Linked DNA regions of Mus musculus: all the other regions are linked to region 2. Evidence: chromatin contacts called from public HiChIP or PLAC-seq and Micro-C data. All regions are on one chromosome and are shown on one strand. The core of a region is the stretch at or near the end of the contact, and the rest is flanking DNA. Distances in the headings are between cores, read along the strand shown.

Region 1 (4,738 bases), core at 162-2,661, 380 kb before region 2:
CAGTCACAATAGCTAGAGTCATATGCAGTTATATGTTCTGAATTAGTTCTTGCAAGAAATAAAACTTTTACTGGTTAAAAGCTGACTGCCAATATTAAGTAATTCTACATGGTGTAGCACTTCTACCTGCGTTTTCTTGATCCAAAACACAGATAGCTATATTTCAACCCAAAGACAGATTTTAGTATGGAAACTTAGATATAGGGATCAGGACCAACTATTGTTCTCCTTGAATGAAATCGTCAAATTCTGTATATTATTGTGAAGCCATGGGTGAGAATCTGAAGTCTTTAAATGTAGTCTGCCATTCTAAATCACATTAACTTCTAAACAAGACACAGAAACAAACATTTACATAAAAGGTCAAGGCTATAAACAAAACCCTCAGCTTTCCAATTCAAGTTTTAAGTCATATATGAGAGGGTTTGGAGAGAGAAGAGGAGAGGGAGAAATGCTACATTTATATTATAACTGAAAACCAACAACAGAAAAGGTACACTTTCATTCCCTACCATGTAAGCGCAGCTGTCTGTAAATAATTTTTTAACTCAACAGCAAAACAAATACTACGCTGCCTCTAACCAACAGCATTATCAATAATAATCCCTTGTGTGTAAGATGGTCTAACTTCTGTTTTCATTACTTTAGGATCTCATGAAGGCAATATATAATCAGTAAAAATCATACTTCCAACTTTGAATTCTACCGTTTATCAGGCTAGGTAAATGACTTTGATGTTGTCTTGAGCAATGACAACAAACAATCCCCCCTGCTGATACTTCTGTTGACCACCATGATCATTAGGGTGAACCACACATACTCTCAGTGCACTGTGTTAATAAGTTATGATGCTAAGGAGGTTGGGTGGCTTAAAGTCATTTGTTTGTTTGTTTTGCCTTACATCATTTTTAACTGGCAATGGTTGTATCAAAGCATAGTTACACAGTACACTGAGAAGGACCTGTAGAGCACCCAGGATACTACACACTAGTGATTGCTTAATGGGAGAAGTGTAGAAATATTCAGACATGATTGTGCAGGATATATCCATATAGTCTTGAATTATCAAAAGTTGGGGAAAAAATCAAGAGAGGGAGAAGAGAAGGAGGAAACAGTGCCTTTTGCAATGCTATGTATAGCATGTCCATGAGTTATCAAGAGAAGCACAGTAGTAATTAAACAGGACAACCTCAAAGGAGGAACAGCTATCTTTCACTCATAAATGACACAGAACATTATTTCATTTCATTCCCGGTGTTGTGATTAAGATATCCTGACAAAAAGCTTCATGACCTGAGTTCGATCCCCTGGAACCGAAACCCACAGAATGGTCAAAGGAGAGAACTAGTTTCACAAAGCTGTGCTGTGAACTCCACGTGCATTCATGCACAAATGTTCCACCCATCCACCTACCCATACATACACACCCAGGACATGCACTCGCTCACTCACACCCACGACAATTATAACTTCAACAAGTGATATGAGCATTCAAATTTGGTGTTGCAGATTTGAAACCACATAGACATTTCTATAGGTTAGTGCTGGGATCATGGCTGGTTCTTCTGTTTCCATTTGACTCAAAGCCATGGTGTAAGTAACTGACAATTAAAAATCAAGAAAAGTCCTAGGCTCTGAATTAGCATCTTAGACAAGGAACTTCTAGAAATACACAGGAAACACCTCTTGGGGACAGATTATATAAGAGACAAAATCTGTCATTTAATTTTCAAGCAGATAAGATAATTTCCTCCTGATAGGGTTTCCCATAAGTGATTTCTGAGGCTCATGAAAACCCTTTGGCCACAGGTTCTTCTTGAGGTTGGCTCTGTTCTCAACATGTTCTTTCTCATTTGACATTACGAGGAAACTAGGCTACTTAATGACAGTACCAAGGGACCTTGTGGGAGTGCTACAAAGTTCACAGCTCTCAAACTCATCTGGTCCACTCTAAAAGCCAGTGACTGACTGCAGTGCTTCGAAAGCATCTTTACTGGTCAGGGCAAAATGATCTTCTCTGTGTATGCCCTATTGTACCTCTGAAAGACTTCCCAAGATTTAAGTGACTTGAGTGGGAAGAAAAATATTTAAAAAACAAAACAAAAAACTAAAACTCAAATAGAAAGATGAGCACCACCGATCTCATTTTGAAAATGGACAAATAGCTCTAAAACTTAGACAAGCAATGGAGGAGAGCCAAGATCCTAGTCCTCTGACCACCTAGGTGACTTCATCACCTCACGGTATTTTAACGACATTAACAGTAGGACATGGCACAAACACTTAATACAAACTCATGGCACACCATTCTGGAGGGAAAGCAAGCAGTGCACAGTCGGACTATATTTGTTAACTGATTTCCTGGGTTTATCGTGAACTCCATCAACACAGGGAAGAATAAACTCTAAAGGGTGAGGGACAGACGGGGTCACAGGTAGAATTTGTGTAAGGAAAGTACAAATGATCAGAGAAATCCACACAAGTTTTACTATTTACTAAGCATTTGCCCTTCTAAGGATCTTTGAGCACTTCTCAAACTTTCAAAGGAAAACAAAAACAAAAAACAAAAACAACAAAAAAAGTATTTTCCTCAGAGGGATAAAGTTTACTGCAATTGAGGCTTTAGATGGGGGGAAAACTAACTAAGCTGGGAAGCGCCTAGAATGTGCTCACAGTAAAGAAAGCATGTGATCACTTTCAGAGTGGGCTCTGCACTGGGACAGTCTCTCCCAGAGAAACATGTGCCCCTGGGGGAGGGAGGTGGCCCCTGAGGGAGGGAGGTAGCCCTCTCTTCTAGGTTGGGAGGAGGCATCCCAGCCTGGGAACTCCCCTGCAGCAGTGTGTTTTGGTTACACTTCCTATCAGCAAGCAGACAGGAAGCATCAGCTGACAAAGAGGCAAGCAGAGGCCAAGGCTACAGCAGACAGCGCTTTTGAGGCCTGACTTTGAAAGAGCGGAAACCATGTGGGAATTACTTTACTATTAAACAAAAAGGCTTCAGGTGGCTTTACATTAAAGGAATACTGGCAGCCACAGCCCAGGTCTCTACACTCCCCACCCACCTTCTCAGAGCCTGCTCTTCTTTTCTGTTTAAATTTTACAAGCCCTGTGACAAGCAACGGAAATTCCCTAAATATAAATTAAGCATTGTGTGCTCTCAAGATACTCTTGTTGGCACTCAATCAGTAGTTTGGTATTAAAGTCTATCAGATGGTTATTTGGGACAAACTTCACATGTGTGTGCACTATGTGAATATACCGTACCCTTAATCATTTCATTCTCGATCTGTGTACAGACTCCCTACTATGTCCACCATCATAAATGGACACATCTCTGCTTCATCTCACGGGGCTCCAGGCCTCCCAGACTACATCTCTCCAGAGATAGAAATGGTCACTCTTAGAACAGGCTGGATAATGGTTACGTGAACCTTGGGACAGAATAACTGAGCTCACTTCCCGCTTCTTGGACTCAAAGACAGGAGGTCTTTCCACAGCACACTGTTCACCAATCTGGCCACCCACCATGTGTTCCCACTGATGTAGTGTGAAAGGGAGGAGTAAGGAAGGGGAACACTAACAGTGTCAGCTGAGAAGGGCTAGCTAGGACCTCACCATCTGAGGCCACTCACAGCCATGTTGCCCTCCATGGAAAAACGCCATTAAGCATCTCCGATGAGGGCTCTCAATACGTCTGTGCACATCCTCAGTGGCCCCAGGGATGTACAATGGCTTGAATTATGAATGTGAGCCGTCACTCCTAGCTATGGGCCCTGTGCTAATCAATTTACTCATTGCCATGACAAAACATACGAAACCATCCCTGTATAGAAAGAAGGGTTTATCTACATTCATAGTTTGAGCATACAGTCCGTGGTGGCAGGGATGGCATGGTGGTAGAAGCTTGAGGCAACTGGTCACATGGCACCCACCATGGCATGCTCAGCTCATTTTCTCCTGTTTCCTCAACCCATGGGATGTTGCAGCCACATTCGGGTGGGTCTTCTAAGCTCTGTTCAACTTTTTACGAAGGAGCCTTGTAGACATGAATTGATTTCCACAGTGGGTCTAAATCACACGTTGACAGCTGAGATTAGACATTAAGATCCTGTCTTACACTTACACACACACACACACACACTATGAACCTACGTCTGCTATACAGGCTTACAGCCTGCTCAGTGATTGTCTTTATTACTTAACACTCCGAGTTAACTGAGCAGGTACAGAACATCTCATTCTGCTATTTAAAAGAATGTTAACTGCCAAGGTTAGTGATACAGAGCTACAGTTCCAAAGGACTTGGGGTGATGGGGAGCAGGTGCTGAAGCAGGAGGATTGAATTGCCAGCTAGCCTAAGTATATAGCAAGGCCCTATCTCAAAAAGAAGAAAAAGAAGGAGGAGGAGGAGGAGAATAACATTAGCTATGTTCTTTGGACACATCTCTTGTTTTCTACAACAAAATGAAGGGTGTTCAGTCTCTACTAAGCTTGTTAGGACATGAAGACAAATGTCATTACTTGCCGTTCAAAAGGGACTAAGAGACTTTCCTGCCACTGTCTACCCATTACAGTGAATAGAAATTTTCTCCCAGTAAGCAGTCTGGGTCCAGAGAATCATGTTAATATGAATAAATCTCTCTCTACCTAGTACATGGAGAATGGCCAAAAGGTGCCTTTCTGAGTCTCCTTTTCCCAAGAAATAGTCTGAAAAAAAATGTGTTATCTTTTAGAGAGA
Region 2 (5,257 bases), core at 1,229-3,728:
TTCTGTTAAAATAAAATATTCACGGTGGTATCTAAGGAGAAAATCAGCCACAAATAAAATAAGGTATGGCCTGTTGAACATATTGGACTCATTACTGACATAAAACATATATAACTCTACATAAATCAACATTCATTATACGTGCAGATATTGATGAATACGTGGTAAAAAAAAATCAATAAACTTTCATCAGATACTCCCAAATTATCATTCCACTTCAGAAACTATCTACAAAACACAGTCCCCAAGAAGGAAACATAAAGTCTTAAGTCACTTTAGGCGGGCAACAACTCAAAACAAGGAGACAGATCTCCAGTGGCATTAAGTATCAGGCCCAAAAGGAAGTGCTCGTGGGTGTCTAAGAAACATACCTTCTACAAGTAGAGAATTCTCGGGCATCACACTCCAATAATCCACATAAGGAAAGCCTTGTCGAAAATCCCAGCAATTTAACTGAAGAAACTCTAAATGAAGAAGTTGATGCTACTTTGTCCAGTGCTAACTTGCAGCGGTCCTGGCATCTTCATGCTAGCGGCTGGTAGGTATATATCCAGTAAGAGAAATTCGAAGGCATTTCAGTAGAAGTACTCCTGCTAAGTGGGTGACATGACTCTTGGAGTCGCTGGTATGACACCTATACAATTAGAATGTATTAAGGTTAGTTGTCGGGACAGTCTATACACTCCCTCCCTAAAAGAATAACTGTCGTCTTAATTCCTTTCAGTCTTTGACATAAAGATTCAAAGCTCCCCGGCTCTGGCACCTTGCAGAATGCTAACTCTCAGAAGTTAATGCATTGTTTGGATGCTTCCTAGAGTCACCCGCAGTAGGATGAGTTCTGTGTTTGACTTGTCTTGTTAAAAAGTGTCTCCAGGAGCTTGAAGAACACCTCCAGCATTTGGAAACACAGAAGAGGGTGGAGAAGGTGATAAATTACCTTGGTATTTGGACGGAGCCCACAAACATACCTGAAGACCATGAGCCGGGTTTTGTGTTGCAGAATCAAGATAAAGTCATATTTAAAGGCATCCGACAGATAAAGCCAACCTCTGTCCTTTGGACCCTAACTTAGATCTCTAAGTTATCTTTTTTTGTTGTTGTTGTTTAATGAACGCAAGTGGCTGGTAGAGATAAACAACTTTTGGAACGAAGTAGAAAAACAGCAAAAGATAGTTCATATAAAGTGAAGATATTGACTTACTGAGCAAGAACCAATGCAGAAGCATTCCGAAGTTAGGGGACTTGGGAAACAAAGTTAGGAAGCCGCCCTTCACCGCTATCTGGAGGGAACCTCGCTGCTTCCCCGCTGAACAGAGACGAAAAGCCGCCGCTCTTTTGGGCGGGTGTGGCCGATAGAAACAAAAGGTTAAAACACAAAAGGCGGGGCGGAGGGCTAGGTCAGGGGAGCTCGGCAGGCTCGTGGTTCCCTTCCTATTCAGACTGGCTGAGATAGGCCCGGGGGTCGCCAACACCTAAGAGAGGATGGATCCCGACGAGGACAGCAATAGGTCATTCTGGGTGGGTCATTAAACTGAACCAAACCACGGAGGTGAGGGGAGCGGACTCTTAACTAATGGTCCAGGCCCCATCAGCTTCATCTGCGCAGCTCTTGACAGTCTGGAACCTGTGGCTTCCTCAACTGGACCCCAGCCCCCAAAAACTTCCCGGACTCCTATTAATTTGCTGGAACTCCCTTACCACCCAAACCCTGTCTACATTCTATTGTTGCACGCTTCGTGTCTCCAGAGCGCTCCAGAGACAGTGAAGTTTGAAAACGCGTGAGGAAATGACCCCCACCTCTGCATCTTTCTTTTTTTGTGACCAAAGTCAGAGCTTATGTGTGGGTGAGCCTGATCTAATTCCCATTCTTATCAGAACGTTTTCCTCCAATCTACACACAACCGGGGAAAAGCGAGGCAGTATCCAGTTTGGATGCCCTTCTTCTTAGCCCCTCACCACCCCTAAAGAAGAAGCACAAGAGATGAAGGCGTTTAAAATAAACAAAACAATCTGTGCGAGAGTTTAAAAGAACAAAAGAAAAGGAGAACCGGGAAAAGAGATACAATTAAAAAATAATAATAAAAGACAAGAAACAGAAAGAAACAGTCAAACTTGGCTGCTAGATCTATGACTTTGCCCTCGGAAGGGCTGGGAGCAGGGGGACCTGAGGGAAGCAGGACAAACAGGACAAGTCACTCACCTTCTCCCTCCACTTCGTCGCACTTTGAAGGGACATTGTTTCCATTGTTGCAGCCTGCGAGGCGCTAGGATACTTTTGCGCAGCCTGACAGCGGAGAAAGTCGCGTTGACAAAGTTGCGAGAAAGAGATACTCGGGCGTCCAGGGAGCTGGAGAAGGAGTTCATCAGAGTTTCCCCTTTTGTTCCAAGTCCCAGAGCAGACAAAGAGGCGGAGAGCCGCGGCAGGTTTCTCCCTCTCACCCCTTCCTCCTCTCTCCCTCCCCTCCCTCCCCGCCCCCTCCCTCTCCCCGCATCTCCCGCCCGACTCTAAGCCTTGGTGCGCAGCTCCGGCTGCTCTGTCCCCAAGACCAGCAACTCAGTCCCGACCCTCTCTCCTTCCATCTCCCCGAAAACTTTGCCCAGAAGATGCGGGTCTTGGTCCCTTCTCACACCCTTTGAACACCCAGCTTCCAGTCCGCGCTCTCACGCCCGGGGAAATCTCCAAACTCATTGTTTCCGGGAGATGCACCTCTTTGTTTGCACTTTCCCTGCCAATCAGGGAGAGGAGCGGTTCACTTTGGCAATGAGTTTCTGCCATTTCTCAGCATCCCAAGAGATGTAATATGAAGGAGCCAGTCAACCCTTTAAGGTAAGAGGTACAATCATAGGTAGGGCTCACAGATGCCTCTCCATCCATGACCCTCCATCCTATGTACCCTCTTCCAACCAACAGCCTGGAAGAATTCAAAGAAGTTCTAAGTGATGGAAAAGTCTCTTCTCCCTCCCTCATCAGTGCCCACACAGGACCCTAGGGGAAAACCCTCAAATCTGCATGGCAGAGGCCACTAAGTATCCCACAGGGACCTACACCTTGCCCTTGTAGGTTACCTGTTGCTGCTGGTACTATGCCACTCATGGGGGGTGGGGGGGGGCCTGAACAGAGACCACCGGCTCAAACCTCAGAGAACTTCCTCTTATCTCCAACTATATTAACAAGACTCTCAGGTTAACATGGCTCCTTCCCAAACCTACTGTTCCTTCCTAGTTCCCTTCCTTTCACAGCTACAGGGTCTTCCTCCTTCACTTCTAACTCCCCATCCTCTTCCCTCCCCCACCTTCTGGTCCTGGGCAAGCCAGGTGTCTTCCTTGTCTGGGAGTCTCTCAGTCTTTCTTAGAGCCTTCTGAAAATCATCCATCAGTTCCAGAACTGGGGTCCCCACTTTACACCGCAGCATTCAGCTCTCATCCCAACATGGTTTCCCCCCACCCCAGGAACTCAAAGCTGCACCAATTTCCTTTCTAGATCTCACCAGAATAGAAGAAAAGCAGGAAGGTGGGAGAAGGTAGAGGGACACGCAGCCTTTTATATTCAGTCTTCAGGGCAAAGGGGGTTTAAAAAAAAACACTCAAACATTCCAAAGCAAATATTCAACCTCCTGCTGGTGTCCACGCACCTTATATACTCTTTCTCCAAATCTAGACAGGGAAGACCCAATGAGTTGTTAAATGTGAGGGTAAAGAGATGGGGTGAAAGGGGGCATAGGGAGCTGTATTCCTGGCTAGGATTAAAGATGCGAAGAGGGGGTAGGAAGGGAACCTTGCTGGGTCTGGAATGTCATGGGTGTGGATCATAACAAGCACCCTTCCAGTGCTTGCCAAGTCTCTCCCCTAGGGGAGAACAAAGACTCTGTGAGAGGGCTTCCGTTCTGATCTCCTGGGGTCTGCACTGGGCCCAGTGTTCCTCTGTCAGACTGCCAGAGCGCGCACTCCGCTAGCTGTCTGAAACTTTGTAACCAACTTCCTCCGAATTAGCGCTCAAGGTTTGCTGGCCCAAAGAAACCTAGACAATAACATCCCAGAAACAGAGATGCGCTCTCCAAGGTCGGTCCTCCAACCTTGCTAGGTGCCGGTTCCCACCCGAATGCTGGACTGCCCTCTGCCAAAAGGCAAGCAGAGCACACTCAATCCATTAGTTCCTTTAAAAGCAGTTTCTTAAGTTGAGGACCCTGCTGGGTCTGGAATGTCGGGGGGGGGGGGGGGGGACAGAGTTAGGTAGAAGCAACTACTGGAAAATGTAGCAAAGTAATAAAGGATCCACAGGGAAGGGCAAGGACAATGGCTCAAGAGGCTCCAAGAGGGAGGACCAGGGAGCACTAGCAGGGCGCATACCCGCGCGGGTCCCGCCAAGATTGCACGGGTCCCGCAATCGCGCCTGGGATCCTGGCAACACGTGGCCACCAACTAGGGGTCCGCTGGGACCCTTACCTACTGGTGGCACCTACACAGTGTCCTGAAATTGCCCCTTATCTTGCGGAAGTTCAAAAGCCTCTTTTTAGGATAGGAATCTTGAATGCATCACAACCACAAAGAGGAAATATCCCCACCCACTTCTGTCTGGCACATTCTCCTCTTTGTTTAATTATGAGGATCTCCAGAATTTTGTTTTTAGGAGAAATGTACCCTCCCTCTGCAAATAAGCACTTCCTGCCCGCTCATCTTAAATATCTGCGTTAAAGGTCATGAAAAGCCCGTACAGCCGCTTCTGGAAAATACTCCCAATGTGTAGGTCGGGTCACCCTATGTAGTTTCTAACTCCTAAATAATATCCAGTTCTCCAGTTATCCTTACAGTGCACAATACTGCCAATCCTCCCTGGTGGCACACCCCCATAATCCCAATCTTTTGGATGCTGAGGATGTCAGATAACTGAATTCAAGACTATCTTGGGCTACAAAGTGAGCTCCAAAATAGCCTGGGGCTATTCTGTGATAGTGAGCCCCTGTGATGAAATTAAATAAATATATAAATAAATCGATTGATTAATTAATTAAAAAGAAAGATCAAAAAGATTCCCTGGAAATATCTCTTACTCAGGCAGCTCATGAAGGGTCTCAGGGATGGTCTTTGTCAGCACTGCTGTGTTTTAAAACATAGCTCTTGCTCTCAGTTAGAGTTACGATTGCTGCCATGAAACACGTTGCTGTTGCTGTTGTTGTTGTTGTTGTTGTCGTCGTCGTCATTGTCAAGACAGGGTCTTGTTATATATCCCTGGACTGCCTATGAAATTCACTATGTAGAC
Region 3 (5,026 bases), core at 542-3,041, 280 kb before region 2:
AGAGGGAGAGGCAGGGTGCTCAAGTAGAGCTCCCTAGAGGAAGTGACCTCACCCCCCAAGGCACACAGGCTCTGTATCCACTAGGGTGGCCAAAACAATGATAGACAACCACATGTGCTGGGCAGGCAGAGACCAAGTTGATCCCCCATACATCAACAGTGGGAAAATAAGCTGGTAAGACCTCAGAGTGAAGGTTCTACATGGCCCATCAATAAATAAAGTACTTGCTTTACAAATGAGACGACCTGAATTTAATCCTCAGAATGCATGTAGAAAGCTGGGTATTGTGGTATACATTTGTAATCCCAGCCCTAGGAAAGCAGGAAGAAGCAGATGCCTGTGGCTCCGGAGTCAGCCAATTTAGCCTAACACTGTGATTCTCAACCTGTGGGTCCTGACTCCTTTGGCAAACCTCCAACAATATTTACATTTCGATTCATAATCATAGCAAAATTACAGTTATAAAGTAGCAACAAAAGTCATTTTCTGGTTGAGGAGCTGTATTACAGGGTTGCAGCATTTGGAAGCTTGAGAGCCTCTGAAAGAGGCTGTCTCGAAAACAAGGTTAATAGCACCTGAGAAAGAGACTCAAGTATGACCTGCACACATGCATGCATGCACACCCATGCACAAAGAAGAAAACGGTTTGACAGCATCTTAAACTATTTAGCACAGAATTATCCTATCACCTATCGACTTGACACTTGGGTACACACAAACATGCACAAGAATGTTCATAGCAGTATATTCAGAATGGTTTTAAAAGTAGGGGCATCTCAAGTACTCTTCAAATGATCAATGGAACCCCCCAAAATCCAAAAGAAACCAGTGTCACACTCCAAAATCAGTCGCCCACTCAGTAAGGAAGGAAGTACCCACAATGCTGCAACAGACAGACAGGAACAAGCTTGGAAAACCACACACTGTCTTAACACCAGACACAAAGGTCACAAGTCATGTGATTCCTGCTTCTATGAAATGTCTAAAGGAGAGAAAATCTAGACAAATGATTTAACATTGGAAGAAGATAGGTAGGTAAGCACTAGCAGATACATCTCCTTTGAGGAGATGGGAAATGTTCTAATGATTTACACAGAACATTTGTAAATATTCTGAGACCTGCTGAACTCAAAGCTTCAAAATCATGAGGAATCCAAGTTTAGCTTAGTGGTAGAGTACTTGTCATGCACGAACAGCACCCGGGGTTCAATCTTAAGCACCATTCAAGAAAGAAAAAATTATAAGGCATATGAATTTTCTCTTAAGTCAAACTCATCAAAGAAAGAAGTGCTTAGCAGGCAACAAAAAAAGGGGGGGTGGGTGTAATTAACAGGAAAGGAAGAAAGAAAACTACCCAGGCTGGTGAACAGCAAAGAGAAAGAGGAGGATAGGCAAGGTGACTTCACAGGTAAAGGTACCTGGGTCGCAAGCCAGAAGATCTGAGTCTGATCCCCAGGGCCCACATAGCAGAAGACAGCAACAGAATTCTTCAGGATTTCTACTGAACTCCATATGCACACAGTGACACATGCACACATACAAACACACATGCATACATACGTACATATATACATATAAATATATGTATACATACATATATATACATACAAACATACATGCATACATAAATAATTGTGATTATTTTATTTTAAAAAGCAAAAGAGGAAAGGGATTGAGGAGCCGAAGAATGGGACCTGAGATGTGGCTAGCTTGCCACTGGTGACAAAGGCGATGTACGAGTGCATGAGAAGAGAGGGGAGGGAAGGAGCCAGCTACAGCTGCTGTTTTGGCTAGCTGAGTGACTTGACAAGGAACAGCCCACAGCCAGAGCAGAATGCAGGAAGTCAGTAACAATCCCAGGGAAGAAAAGGAGAGAGGAAAAGTGGAAAATAAAACACACTTGGAAATTCCTCCCTTCTACCCTTTACAAAAATATTTTCCATGTCCAACAGTAGAGAACAATTTACTTGGGCTGTCTGAGAAGGGACCCCCGCCCACTCAGTCCCTTGGATCCTTGAATTCTTAGGGTGTGAGCAAATCTACATTCACTTCCTGTTGCTTTTTAAAGCAATGTTTACATTTTCCAATGCTTTCTTAACGTTTCTCAGCTTCTTCAGAGCCGCAGTGGGGTACCCCTTAGTTTCTTTTTCTTCTATTTTATAATATTACAAGCCCTGTAAACATCATAAGTGGATATGAAGACACTTACTATGAGAATTTCAGCAATATTTAAGTTCCCTACATCACTATAACATACAAATTTCTCCCTCTTTCTTTAAATTTGTATTTTACAGTGATTTTTATTAACCTTAAGAAACCAAATTTGAAAAAACAAAAAACAAACAAACAAAAAAAGAAACCGAATATGGGGGCTGGGGTTGTAGCTCAGTTGTAAACCATATGCCTAACAATCAGGTGGCCCTAGAATTGACATTTAGCGCTATACATGTGCACCAGAAATAAATCTATTCAATGGATTGTATATCTCAAAGCACACATATTTTTATTCCCATGCTTCAGAAAACAATTGACTCATATTTAAATAAACGGAATGAGCTTGTACCTTCGGCTGCTAACACCGACAGATCCCGAGTCTGAAGCTGGCCATGTCAAAGTGTCTTCATCCTCACCCGGAGCTCAGCAAACAGTGGCAGGCCTCCCTAGATGGTTCCACCTGTGGGGGGGAAAGCCACCGTTTTATTATCTCCTGGGGTGGGGGGCAGCGTCTCAGAATTACAATTGAATTGAGTAGGTAACAGGAGTGTGCCACATACATGCACTAACCTTCTGTAGTAGAGTGGGTCAGAATTCTTAAAAGAATTCCTAATTTAATTGTCCTATTTGTTGTGATCTTCAGTGTGCCTAACTACAGATGGGCTGACCACATGCACACGTGTGTGTGTGTGTGTGTGTGTGTGTGTGTACCACTTATCATGCACTATAATACTTTCAGGCAGGTGTTCTTGAGTCCATGGATAAGGATCCAAGAGTACACTGGGACTTTAAAATGTGATTTCTGCATATCAGACACTAGCTAATATTTATAAGGCTTGTGTGGAACAGATAGATCCCTTTCACACAGAACTTCCTTTATTCCTTATCCCAGTGCCACACCTGTAATCCCAGCAGTTAAAAGGCTGAGGTACAACTGCAAGTTCAAGGCCAACCTAGGCTACCTCACCAGACCTCCTCTAAAATTAAAAAAAAAGATAACAGGAAAAGAGGTGAAAATTGACAGTGGGGATATGTTTATACCAAGGGATTCTGGTGAGTTCTGAATCACACTGTATGTGCATTTTGACATCATTTGCAACACTAAACATGTGTGGAAATCCTGAAACCAAAGGGCTGTGAAGAATCGTAAATGGTTAATTCTCATTCTGTGGCACTTCTCGGAAACTGTAACTGTAGTCCTAGATTTAGAAAGCTATCTAGTCATGGTAGAGAGTAAATGGAGATGCAATCCTGGAGAGGAAACACCGCTTAGGCAGAGTGTCAGCAAGTGGGTCCATGTTAGGATGTCTCCGAAATTCTCTGATGCCAGGGTTTCTGATGCCTGAGTCCCGTAACCATGGACACAGTGGGTGCTGATGCTATGGCCAGCTCGAGCATAGTGAGCACTTTGGGCATGATGGGCATGGCTCTGGTAGGCTTTGCCCTCCTGAATTCCCTCTGCCTTGCCAAAAACTCATTAGATTCCTAAAACTGGCCACCAAGGTCCATTCCCTCATTTGGTCACTTCCTCCTCCTCCCAAGGCTGACTGCCAAGGACCAGCTATCAAGGTACTGAACTCAGCAATCAGACACCCCCTTTGGATCACCTAACTGACATGCCCAATGAAAAGTAAATACCTCATGCTCACACAGGGTTTCCCATTTTACCTTTATAAACTGGCATTTGCCTATGGGTCATGTGTGCCTCCTCTCTATCCAGAGGCAGTCCTTTGTTCTAGCCTGGGACAAATACCCCTTTACCCTTCTCCTTTCCCCCTTTTCTCTCCTCTTCCTTGTTCCCTTCCCCTTTTCCATCTTCCTCTTTCTCCTGTCTTTGTCCCTTATCCCTGCCTTCTGCCCCTCTAGGCCAAATAAATGTCCTTTGTGCCCGAGAACTTGGTCCTCAATGCCTTAAGCCGATTGGAAGTCTCCCTGAGCAGATGATTGTGACTCCGCATTATTGACAAAAAGAAAATATATATTCCAAATTCTCCTCTTTCTGGTTAGTCTCTCATGCCTCGTTTTTATAGGCTCTGGTTGAAACCTCACCTCCCACTGCCAATTGGTGTCTCCCTTCATTTTATACTTTGTTAATGCTCATATATCTTTGACAACTCAGCATTTATTAGGATAACAGAGAATTCAATTTGTCTCTGCATATCACCCAAAGAAAGGAGCAGGTGATTAATAAAAATGCATAATGCTTAACACTCTATACAAATGAAATGTGATATACCACTGACTTAACTGGAGGGTCCCTGGGGACAGAATAGACTGAAAAGTCAGAAACATGATGATGGAATGCTAGTGTTCACCCTGATGTCCCACCCAAACCCATAGAAACTTGAGACTCACTCTTTTACCTGTGTAGACCTCTACAGGTAAGCGTTACAACACAGAAGAAATACATGAAGAAGAGAACAGAAGAAAAATAACCTCCCATTCGACAAGCCTGGTAGAATTATGTCATGAAAATGCTGGTGCTACCTAACATCATCTTCAGAATGACGCCAAGCCATTCTTCACAGAACTGGAGAAGCACACCACTGGAGTGTGGACGTGCAGGAGACACTAAGGCAATCCTGCGCAAAATGAGGTCCGTTCATTCTGCTGCCTTGTTCATCTCTTTCTTCAGTGTTTGAAAGCTTTGCAAAAAGTATGAATGGGGCATCTCTGTATTCTCTGTTCCACCTTACTGGTCTCTGTTTCTGGTTTTGTACCAGTACTGGTTTTGAGAGTATGTTACAGTAAAGCTTGAAATCGGGTGTTGTGAGACACCTCCTTGCCTCTGCCTTCCCAGTGCTGAGAGGAA
Region 4 (5,093 bases), core at 411-2,910, 340 kb before region 2:
GGGAGGTGGAAATACAGAGGAAAAAAAGAGGAAGGAGAAGGACGCCAGAAGGCAAAGTAGGACTAAGATGGTCGGGATCAGAATCCGTCCACGTTCTTCCACAACTTTGGAGAATGGGATGGAGAGCCACACCTGCTAGCATCAGGAGTGACAATTCGTCTTCTGAGAAGAGAAACCTTATTATGCATCATGAACCTACAATGAGATTCCTAAAACGGACCCAGTGGATATACAGAGACAAGAGAAAGTATATATGCACTCTACTTTTGAATATTTCTTCTCTCAGCCCACCATCCACCTACTAAGCTGCACATATCCCCACATAAGCAAAATCAGGAAAATGGCAATTATTTGGATGGTGAGAGTATTCCTTCAGGCAAATGCTGTTTCTGGAATAATCTAGCATAACAGGATTCATCCTGGATACAGAGCAGCACTACACTGACACTAAAGTTTATGATTACTGTCACAGCAATATTTTCCTACACACACTAATAAACCAAATTTAATAAAATAAAAGTAGTGTGCTCAAGGATATAGGGAAGTGATATTTGAAACCCAGGTCCGGCGTACTGCTGAAGCTAGAGGGTACTTTGTCAACAGAGGCTGACCAAAATGGAGGGGCATTAATCAATGAGAGGAAAGGGAAGTAAGTCAGCAGAGATGAACACACGCAGAGACCCCTGCTATGACTCTGCTGAGATACCCCATAAATCACACATGATACCTGAACCCCAGTGTGTGGCGACTGATGTCATGTCCTGTGAATGCCCTTTTTGATTCTCTTTAAAGTTGTCTTTAAAATCTAACCTTAGGAACAAAAAAATCAAGGACTGGGGATATGGTTGAGTAATTGAACATTTGCCTAGTATGTTCAATGCCCTGTGCTACCTAAACAAATAAGAATCAAAAGATTACGAATCAAAGCACAAAGAAGAAATTCTCACAGAGAAAGGCTCATGATCTGATTTTTTTATCATCTCTTTTTCTCTAAATCTATCAAATGAGTAACACAAGCAAAAACTAATAATCACCATCCCAGGAAAACTGGAAGCCTTCTTCAAACACAGTAACTTTCCTGAAAAAGAACATCCTACAGATGGCGTCTGCCTTCTAAAATATTATAGATGACACAAAGAAAAACCAGGCTCTGAGACGGATCATCAGATCGTTTGGTTCTTAATAGACAGCTGTGGCTAATGTGCGCCTCAGCCCACATTGCAATCCTGACGCACACACCCTGGCGCTGAGGTTATCAGGCAACTCAGTGAAATGGGACAGAAAACCCCCCAAGGAGCCAAAGCTCCGGAATCTGCTAGACTCATTTCCACGCTCACCCGGGAACCCAGAAAATCACTTTCAGATGCAACCCAGGACAGAGGCTGCCTGCAAGGAGAAGCTTCGATGTACACAGTCTTCCCCAGCAAACCCCCCCGCCCCTCCCCCCCCCCCCCCCCCCGTTTTGCCCTTCACAGCTACCAGTCTTTTTTTTTTTTTTTTTTCTGGAATTCACAAACTTCTTCACAGCAAAGCTTTCTTGCAAGGCTGCTGACTGCCCATCTCTTTCTATCCATTCAGTGCCTGGAAAACACAAGAAGGGGAGACAAAGGGCAAATGCCAGTCTGTGACCTCTGTCTGGATTTAGCGGAGCGTGATGTGTGAATCAGGTGTGTGGAATGGAGGTTTCCATGGCAACGAGACTGCCAGCCAGGCAAGGCTTCACATACTCTTTCTACCATGGTAATAAAAACAATGAGGCCACCTGAGGGACCTCAGCAAAGAGTGAGGCAGCCAAGTTCAGGGTTATCGAGTGACTGGGCGGACCTGGGTCTGCATGAGGTCTACCCACACCCTTAGCACTGGATTCTTTCCCATCAGTGCCTACTGAAGTCCACTCACCACCTTTTGCTGGAAGATGGCATGATCTCTCAGAGGAGTTTCTTGAAAGTGTTATGTAGAAAGGGCTAGGGGAAAGTGTGTAAGCAAAGATTCAGCTATGCCCGTCCACACATTGAGCTATTTTGACCCACTTTGATACTAGGTGCCTACTTGACAGAAGTATTTCCGCTTTCTGGAAGCTTCTTTGCCTTACCTTTGAGTGTGTGTTTGATTTGTACTCTCAGGCCACTAGGAAAGGATCCTGAGCTACATTTTGTGTTTCAGGAATTTAAAATTTTATACTAAATTTTGGTTGTGTAAACACTAGAATTATTCAAAACTTAAAGAAAAAAAAGCAGCTTGTTTTTAAGGCCCAAGAGTTGGATTAGCAGAAGGGAAAAGGGCATACAATTTTAATGAAATCAAAGCTTGCCTTGATTTGTGGGGATGCCCAGTCTATGTGGGGCCCAGGCTCTGAGATGGTTAACAGGTCAGCAGCAGGCGGGATCTGAAGGAAACTGGAAGACAGCAAATTACACTTCCTCTCCCCCCACTGTTTTTAGCTCTGCTCTTGAAGGGTTTCAATTCCTTCACAGCATCACTCCACAGGCTGAATAAAAGTTCCTCCTGCTACTTGGGTTACAGGTCCTGCTTCAGCAGACTGTGACAGGCCCTGCTGTGATCAGCCTGTCCTTTCCAATGCACCAATGGAATGTGTCTCACCACACCTGACTGGCACCCGGAGGCCACCCTCTGCCTTTCAGACAGCTCCTCGTGGTGCCCTAGGATATGCCCACCCCAGAGTCTGATTTACTGCACCAGCTACTCCTCTGTAGCTTCAGCCACTGCAGTTCACAGTGGCACTGCACATCCAGGCAAATTCAATGAATTTTGGTTGCTACAGAACCCCTTATCAGCATGAGATAAGCACAAATATTCCAGGTGATAGTGAACCATGCACAATATTGCACCCTGTGCAGTCATGCTTTTCCTATATGTGCTTGCCCACTGTGTGCACACACCATGCTCCTCCTAAATGTATATACCCACTGTGTGCACACACCATCCTGCTCCTATATGTATACACCCACTGTGTGCAAACATCATTCTGTTCCTATTTAGACATACCCACTCTATGCACATACCATTCTTTTCCTGTATGTACACTTCTACTCTGTGCACACATCATGCTATTCCTATCTGTACACACCCCTCTGTATACACACTATGATTTTCCTATCTGTACACACCCATTCGGTATATACACTATGCTTTTCCTATAAGTACACACACTCTGTGCACACACCAAGCTGTTCCTATATGTACATTCCTATGACAACATTTAACTTTGAGTTAGCATAGTAAGAGATTAACAATAATGGATAAATTAGAACAAATACATTTTATTTCAGAATATTACTTTTAGGAATGCCTGTCCCCCTCCTTTTCTTTGCTTCAGTTCCCCCCTCCTCCCATCTCAAAGGATCTTAATTCCTCACTGCACAACAACAATATTTTCAGACCATGGTTGACTACACCAGATGGAAAACTTGGAGTTTAAACTCCAAGTAAGTTTATTCTTTCTCTCACCTGGTCTCTTTACTTACAGTTTCCTACACATAGCATGTAACCATTCCTTAATATTTCAGCTAAGACATTGTTCCTTTTCAGGAAGCCTGTCTCTGAAATTTTTTACAGCTCCCTTGTCCTTCAAGAGTATCCAGCACTCTCTGGGTATGTCTGGGAGATTGTTTCCAGATGCTGAACAGAAGAGGACCTATCCTGATGTGGTCAGCACTGTGCCATTAGGTAGGGCCCCAGATCAAATAAAATGGGGGGGAAAAGAGGAAGCCAAAAGAATACTTGTCATTGCTACAGACCAGGATGCTCCACAGACTTGCCATTCCCACCCACCATATTGCATATTCCTCTAATTATGAATAAGAAAGTCTCTTCCTTTAACATGCCTTTTATCAACAATGGAAAAAGAAATTATATATCACCCAAGACAGAACTTCATGTTCTATCCTCTGACTCCTATCTAGCTGGAATAAGATGGTGCCTTGTCTACCTTTTCCTCAACTTGGGGACTAGCCTGCTGGAGCAGTCTGTGGGGATGTACCAAAAAGTAGGGAATGAAAGAATGAACACATGAGAATGAGCAGAGCCTTCTGCTGCCTCCTACTCAAGTAGTTTCAGGAGACTTACTCCAGCACCAAGAACCTGGGATCTCTGGTTTGAAATGGGTGGGGTACCTGCCCCGGGTCATTAAGAGACATCAAATGAGACTGTGGATGGAAAGTGCTCAGTGAAAATTTGTGACTCTCCACATTGGATACTTCCCAGTAGGAGGCTAAGAAAAGGATTCACCTATGGCTATATGGACAGCAGTAGTCACAGAATAACTTAGTCATAGGATGCACAGATGCTCTAGAAACAAATGGTGGGTTTCCACAAACAGCACAGACTGACTGTTCAGAGATAAATTAAGTTTGTTCTGGCCATTCTGGACCTAGAAATCGTTAGCTATTGCTTCTCATTCATGATCTCTAATAAGGGTGACTACAAAGTGACTATCTCAGTTAGAAAGGGCTTGGGTGTAGGAATGGTTCAGAGTGCCATTTTTCAGATTTTCCAGTATATGAAATCATAAAAGGGGGCGGATCACTGTGCCAACCTTAAAAGTTTGAGATTTTAGGACCTGTAGATTTCAAGCTGTGTAGATAAAGCATGGACTCTGGAAGTCTGGGAATGATGCTTTTGACTCTTCTCACTCTGACAGCTCGATATTCTGTCTTTGAGCACACACCTACTTGCTGCCATGCTCTGGGATCCATAACAGACCACACCTGTACATATAAAGCCAGTGTTAATCCCTTTTCTTCTGGCCTACTGTGTTCCTCTCATCACCCTACTATCACTTTCCTCTTTCCTTGTATGTGAGGTCCTCTATTCCTAAGTGCACAGAGGAACTTCCACAATTATCGGAGCCGAATCTGGAGGGTGAGAACAGGGGCAAGTCTGGGTTACAACATTGGATTTGGTACTAACGACCAAAGCCAAGAAGTGTATTAAAAGTCAGAAAATAACACCAAAACAGCTGCCAAGAAACAAAGTTGTGTGAGAAGATTGGCTCACTGTTCAGTTTATGATTGTGTTGTATTCTTTTAGATCTTAAGTGGCCCCTCAAAACCTCAAGAGCTGATGGTGTCCAG

Evidence for each region. Hi-C and Micro-C count contacts between places; a contact is called where the count stands out from the background. HiChIP or PLAC-seq counts read pairs in DNA pulled down with a chosen protein or histone mark.
Region 1: a contact with region 2 is called in an H3K4me3 HiChIP or PLAC-seq map of embryonic basal ganglia, with 4 times the contacts expected there. The contact joins the enhancer-like site here to the promoter of 2610307P16Rik in region 2. A contact is called at or near these places in 4 of 115 datasets of contacts at active chromatin or transcription factors (embryonic basal ganglia, embryonic forebrain, large pre-B cells and 1 more).
Region 3: a Micro-C map of muscle stem cells shows a contact between it and region 2, with 2.6 times the contacts expected there. The contact joins the enhancer-like site here to the promoter of 2610307P16Rik in region 2. A contact is called at or near these places in 1 of 15 datasets of contacts at CTCF or cohesin (the NIH/3T3 cell line), 2 of 484 Hi-C or Micro-C datasets (muscle stem cells and uterus) and 5 of 115 datasets of contacts at active chromatin or transcription factors (craniofacial prominence, embryonic basal ganglia, embryonic forebrain and 2 more).
Region 4: an H3K4me3 HiChIP or PLAC-seq map of craniofacial prominence shows a contact between it and region 2, with 4 times the contacts expected there. The contact joins the enhancer-like site here to the promoter of 2610307P16Rik in region 2. A contact is called at or near these places in 7 of 484 Hi-C or Micro-C datasets (bone marrow-derived macrophages, cumulus cells, liver and 2 more) and 8 of 115 datasets of contacts at active chromatin or transcription factors (craniofacial prominence, embryonic basal ganglia, embryonic forebrain and 5 more).

The regions. Positions count from the first base shown.
Region 1 is chr13:28,499,485-28,504,222 of GRCm38.p6, forward strand. All of the region lies in intron 7 of 2610307P16Rik (RIKEN cDNA 2610307P16 gene), which reads right to left. Among named protein-coding and RNA genes, the nearest start is that of Gm40841, 80 kb to the left of the region's middle. Within about 2 kb of position 1,412, at least 9 of the 459 cell types and tissues checked have an H3K27ac peak or open chromatin away from gene starts, as enhancers often do.
Region 2 is chr13:28,882,944-28,888,200 of GRCm38.p6, forward strand. 2610307P16Rik (RIKEN cDNA 2610307P16 gene) reads right to left here and starts at 2,479. Exons shown (of 8, transcript NR_045054.1): 1 at 2,201-2,479; 2 at 372-634.
Region 3 is chr13:28,605,955-28,610,980 of GRCm38.p6, forward strand. 2610307P16Rik (RIKEN cDNA 2610307P16 gene) reads right to left here. Exons shown (of 8, transcript NR_045054.1): 6 at 2,564-2,674. Among named protein-coding and RNA genes, the nearest start is that of Mir6368, 100 kb to the right of the region's middle. Within about 2 kb of position 1,792, at least 42 of the 459 cell types and tissues checked have an H3K27ac peak or open chromatin away from gene starts, as enhancers often do. A contact at or near this core is called in muscle stem cells and uterus, where this site is marked.
Region 4 is chr13:28,542,946-28,548,038 of GRCm38.p6, forward strand. The region is part of intron 7 of 2610307P16Rik (RIKEN cDNA 2610307P16 gene); the gene reads right to left. Among named protein-coding and RNA genes, the nearest start is that of Gm40841, 120 kb to the left of the region's middle. Within about 2 kb of position 1,661, at least 77 of the 459 cell types and tissues checked have an H3K27ac peak or open chromatin away from gene starts, as enhancers often do. A contact at or near this core is called in craniofacial prominence, embryonic forebrain, pancreatic cancer cells and 1 more, where this site is marked.